Regions from separate parts of the Bombyx mori genome. Here region 2 is linked to region 1. A link is a contact called in public Hi-C data. All regions are on one chromosome and are shown on one strand. The core of a region is the stretch at or near the end of the contact, and the rest is flanking DNA. Distances in the headings are between cores, read along the strand shown. Region 1 overlaps LOC101738757 (solute carrier family 12 member 6). Region 2 overlaps LOC101738757 (solute carrier family 12 member 6).

Region 1 (2,933 bases), core at 427-2,926:
ATCTTGACAGTACAAAAAATAAATAAAAATCACACATTTTCTTAATTTGAATTTGGAATTATCTTTTTTAAATGTAAACTTTTAATGATACCAAAACCAGCCAGATGCAAATAGTATAGCCAAAGAGATTTTATTACAAGTTCATACATACTATAATGCGAAAAGACTTTTTCCCCAACCTATTAATTAATTAGTTACAGGTGTTACCAATTTATTTTTTTAGCACATTTTGTTTATTTGCCAATTCGTTCAAAACAGGACCAAAAAGGTACTTAATATTGATAATAAAAAGCTTACCTACGACTCAATTAAAAGTAAAACATTCCCGTTTTTATTTGGAACTATTTGTGCCTGTAACGCTGATGCACAGCTACGATGAATGTGTGATGGCTGCTCCATCAGTATGCTTAGTGCGAGTTTTTTAACGTTCTAGAATAGCGCCCTTATCGGCAAAAGTTCCAACTCCTTACAAATATGAATATTAACTTTTACGCTATCGAGAACGTTAAAAAACTCGCACTAAGCACAATGGTCGAATTTGATATTTTATTTATTTATTTTTATTGCTTAAATGTGTGGACGAGCTCACAGCCCACCTGGTGTTAAGTGGTTACTGGAGGCTATACAATTTACATCTACAACGTAAATTCGCCACCCACCTTGAGTTATAAGTTTTAAGGTCTCAGTATAGTTATAACGGCTGCCCCACCCTTCAAACCGAAACGCATTACTGCTTCACGGCAGAAACAGGCGGGGCGGTGATACCTACCCGTGCGGACTCACAAGAGGTCCTACCACCAGTTAAAATCTAACTAGGGCCGCTTTGAGTACTGGTTTCAATGCTTCGAAGTAACGACCGTCCAACTTTAATTAAACAAATTTACCGCCATTTGGAACAGATTCCTATTTCTGTTCCCGATGTTATTGGCATAAATTATATTGAGAATTTTCTATTCAATACATTGTGTATCGAATGTGTTCATTTAAACTTTTTGAAATTTAACTTGTGTCTCGTTTCACATTTTTCTCTTTACGAATTTCCCGACCAAGTTTGATGAACGATTTTAGCATTTAGATATGAAATACGATCAACATTTGATTACAACATCCACATTCTCCATATAGATTTTAGAATTAAGATTAAAAACTACCATTACCTTTGGCTTATTATGAACTACGAGCTTAATTCAACAAATCTACCATATAGTAGCAGCAACAAAAAGAGTATTTAGACTATCTGGCCGAAAGCTGTCGCTGGCTATTTGCCAATGCACCATAAAGCTCAAATATTTACAAACTCTGCCAAACAAGATGTTATCAGCTTGATAGCGCCATAGGTAATTTTTATAATTAAATCGTACTCAAGTTCTACTTTAGTGAGCAATCATCCCGTGTGGGGCCGGTCCCTAGTCGTGGGGGTAGCGAAGCTGCTGCAACGGCCGCAACGCACCATCGCGGTCAGGGTCATCCGCGGCTATCGCACCATCTTCTTCGAGGCGGCGTGTGTATTGGCTGGGACGCCACCTTGGGTCCTGGAGGCGGACCCGCTGTCTGCTGACTATCAGTGGCGGGCTGACCTTCATGCCCGGGGCGTGGCACGTCCCAGCCCCAGTGTGATCAGAGCGCGGAGGGCCCGATCTCGGCGGTCCTTGCTGGAGTCATGGTCCAGGCGGCTGGCCGATCCCTCGGCTGGTCGTAGGACCGTCGAGGCGATTCGCCCGGTTCTTGTGAATTGGGTGAATCGTGCCAGAGGACATCTCACTTTCCGGCTCAATCAGGTGCTCACTGGGCACGGTTGCTTCGGTGAGTTCCTGTACCGGATCGGAGCCGAGCCGACGGCAGAGTGCCACCATTGTGGTTGTGACTTGGACACGGCGGAGCACACGCTTGTCGCCTGCCCCGAATGGGAGGGGTGGTGCCGTGTCCTCGTCGCAAAAATACGAAACGACTTGTCGTTGCCGAGTGTTGTGGTATCGATGCTCGGTGACGACGAGTCGTGGAAGGCGATGATCGACTTCTGCGAGTGCACCATCTTGCAGAAGGAGGCGGCGGGGTGCGTGAGAGACGCACAGGCCCGCCGCCTTCGAGCGGGGGCCAGGGAGGCGGATTTCGCCCAAGCCCTGGCCCTCTAAGTGTTTCGGGTCTCCCTCACATGTCGGCCTGGGGACCGGCGAAGGGGTCCTAAGAAGACGACGTGCAAGCTGCTCTGCATGCGTCTTACGTAAGAGCATCCGGGTGATGGAAGGCCGGCTATCCTCAACTCACGCTGGTTCTGACCCAGCGGGGTATTCCGTAGGATAGACCATTCTAACCGGCACCATCTAGGGGGTATGGGCTTCGGATAGCCTGCCGACCGAGAGGGCTGGTGGTCATGGCGCCGACGACCGCCGGTTGGCGTCCCGAGGGGGAGGGTGATGGGAGAGATGTGCTCCGCACTAAATGCTTCACTTTCCTCCATTTGCCTTTTCATGAGTTCTGTCTCATGCGAGGTTTGGATGCTGGTTGTTGAGCGACAGGAGGTTTTAGTCGGTTCAACTCCGACATGCCCCGCCCTCCATCCCCAGTCGAGGGCGGAAGTCCGGTGATTTCCTCCTGGCAAAAAAAAAGTGAGCAATCATCCGCGTGGACTATTTACTTTGGGATAACGCTTAATTTTACTCGCGATTTCATTTACGCAGATGGTCAAACTGCGATATCTTCTAAGATACTCATAGGTATCTAATGATGTGAAGGGCAAATTTCTTTTAATTGAAATACTTGTAATGAATAATATATTTATTTGGATAAGGATTAATATCATCTATATAAAAACACCTTCACAAATAATGTTTTATTTAAAACAAATTTGGTTAGCTTAAAAAAGTTATCGTCAGCCAACCTTAAAATATAGACAAATGCTGTCATGGACTGTTTTTCAGAACTTTTAAACGGGA
Region 2 (2,845 bases), core at 169-2,668, 35 kb before region 1:
ATACAATTATATGACTTCTTTAGAAGGTACCGCTAATAGTATTTTATTATTTTATTGTTATTTGCTCGTGGTTCCCGGGTTTTTTGCATTAAGTAATATGAAGTCGATATTGCAATAAAATTGTGCTATATAAATGGCGGTGTCGTTGTGCAAATTGATACTGGCTATCGGTCTGAGGGTCTAATTTCAATTTATTTAATTTTTTTATTGCTTTGATGTGAATGTGGACATCTACAACGTAAATGCCGCCGTGGTTTGAAGTCGTCGTGGCCTAAAGGATAAGACGTCCGGTGCATTCGTATCTAACAATGCAACGGTGTTCGAATCCCGCAGGCGGGTACCAAATTTTTCTAATGAAATACGTATTTAACAAATGTTCACGATTGATTTCCACGGTGAAGGAATAACATCGTGTAATAACAATCAAACCCGCAAAATTATAATTTGCGTAATTACTGGTGGTAGGACCTCTTGTGAGTCCGCACGTGTAGGTACCACCACCCTGACTGTTTTTGCCGTGAAACAGTTAATGCGTTTCGGTTTGAAGGGCGGGGCAGCCGTTGTAACTATACTGAGACCTCAGAACTTATATCTCAAGGTGGGTGGCGCATTTACGTTGTAGATATCTATGGGCTCCAGTAAAAAAACAAAAAGAAACTACAGTAAGTAATGCTCTCATTGGTATATATTATTATGAATTACACTGCTATTGCAGGCCTTCTTAGCTATGACGGTAGTGGTAGGTACCTAGGGCCTAATCGTATACCACTGTTGCGCATTTTCTATGAAAAGTCGATTCGTATTTCGCAACATCCATGACAAAATATGGGCGTGATGGGGTGATTACAATATTGGGTTAATTGCGATCCTTTTGATATTTAAAACGTCTTAAACTAGCCTAACGATATCGAAAACCATCAAAATTAAATAAAAATCGTGGCGGCCGGGAAAACAAGACACACAAAGTATTTTGATTTACACAATTAAAATATTCTAATTTGTTTTATCGTAAAAAATGCAAATAACCTGTCTATATGACATTAACGGTGGACTCTAACCTAAAAACAATAAAACGACAGTTTTTATGAGTCTATATGTATCAACCCGCTGAGTCTCTTGTCGGATCTTCTCCGAGAGTCGCGATTTCGATCTAGTAGTCTACGAAAAAAAAAAAAAACAAAAAAAACCTCACACTACACAACCGAACGCTAAACTACAATTTAAAGACTTCTCTACAAAATTTATATTGCGAAAGCATTCGGAATAGTTAATCTGAGTTCATCGTTTTTTTTTTCACACGTTGCCCAGTCAAAATCCCGCGCAATAAACATTAGAGAGCACAGGTAAAATGTAAGAGGCCAGTGTGACGCCTCACTTCACCCCACTTTAGCGGTGGCTAATCCAGTAATTGGATTGCCCGACAGCGTTAGGGGCCGGACACATCTGCCCGTATATTACGTGATAAACAATCGCTGCGATTGAATGCCTATTAATGCGCGTCACTTGTATGGTATGATAGCTTATCTTTATAATATTATTGATGAGCGCAGTAGGTGACGCTATATTGCACTAATTTAATATAATAGAAGCAATGCTCTGGTTCAGCAGAAAATACAAATCAAGAGGAAATGAAAGGATACCTTAGAACTTATATCTCGAGGTGGGTGGCGCATTTAAGTTGTAGATGTCTATGGGCTCCAATAACCACTTAACACCAGGTGGGCTGTGAGCTCGTCCATCCACCTAAGCAATAAAAAAAAAAAAACCTACCTACGGTTTTTTTCTTCAGACAGGGTACCGATCCTCATACGAGGGTCCGTGTCTAAGGGGCACGCGAACCCAAGGATATTTTTAGGGTCCTACTTACTAAACGACTCTACACTCTACAGTCTACACTCTCTCACCCGACATCCGATCTCCACAATTTTGAGACTTTGATCTCAAATCTCAAGATGATATAGTTTTTTCGTGCTCAGCTAGTAGAAGCCCAGCGTCTTATGCTCAGAATTTGTATGTATCAGTACCATACAGTGGGACCTACCATGCATTATATATTAGCGACCAAAAAAATAACCGGTTGTGCCCCAATTTACTTACTTAAATTTTGCATTAATGTTAGGGAATGTGAGTAAAAGATAGTTTATTTTAAGTTATAGACCTCGAATCTATTGGCTTTGACCATTACAGTTAAACTGGCAGAACTGTGTCTTACATTCTTTAATGGCTAATACAGACAAATGAGAATACAGCCCGTTTGATGGTCTGATGGACAATACTACAATAGATAACTTTAAAATATTTAAAAAGGCGTTTTTTCTGTGGTTTGATCAGCAAAGAAGTGATTTGGAGTCAAACTAAACCTAAATGTCATCAAGTGTTCGAGCTTCATAGAAAAAGTACGATAAAATTCTTTGTTCGTAATGCTTCAAAAGACACCGACTTTAAAATTGGAGCACTCTTATTAAGTTCGGTGATATCGGTTACAGATATAAGTTCAGTTTAAGACACGAAGTCATTCAAATATAATATGTACATTTATTTTTATTTGTTCCAATTATAACGCAGCTGGGACTGTGCGATGAATTGAGCAATACTAAAAGAAAACAATTTAGTAGTACATACTATTGTAAGCACAGAAAATATAATCAATATTTCTAGAATATCTTATGAAATTCGATTGAAGGGCATTATGGAGCGAACTGGAGAAATGTTTTTCTCTCTAAAGTATCGAAAAAATTCAACCAAAGACCTCTTTACTTGGAAGCTTCCATGTGTAAGGAAATCGAATTTTAACCACGGAAATAGAAAGTATATGTTTGAATTGTTGTATTTTATCTTTTTATTA

Evidence for each region. Hi-C and Micro-C count contacts between places; a contact is called where the count stands out from the background.
Region 2: a Hi-C map of middle silk gland shows a contact between it and region 1, with 1.5 times the contacts expected there. The contact joins two enhancer-like sites. A contact is called at or near these places in 2 of 7 Hi-C or Micro-C datasets (middle silk gland and whole pupa).

What each region holds. Positions count from the first base shown.
Region 1 is chr5:14,537,379-14,540,311 of ASM3026992v2, reverse strand. The region is part of intron 2 of LOC101738757 (solute carrier family 12 member 6); the gene reads left to right. Among protein-coding and RNA genes, the nearest start is that of LOC101744237, 7.3 kb to the left of the region's middle. Within about 2 kb of position 1,676, at least 1 of the 8 cell types and tissues checked has open chromatin away from gene starts, as enhancers often do.
Region 2 is chr5:14,572,269-14,575,113 of ASM3026992v2, reverse strand. All of the region lies in intron 2 of LOC101738757 (solute carrier family 12 member 6), which reads left to right. Among protein-coding and RNA genes, the nearest start is that of LOC101744237, 28 kb to the right of the region's middle. Within about 2 kb of position 1,418, at least 5 of the 8 cell types and tissues checked have open chromatin away from gene starts, as enhancers often do.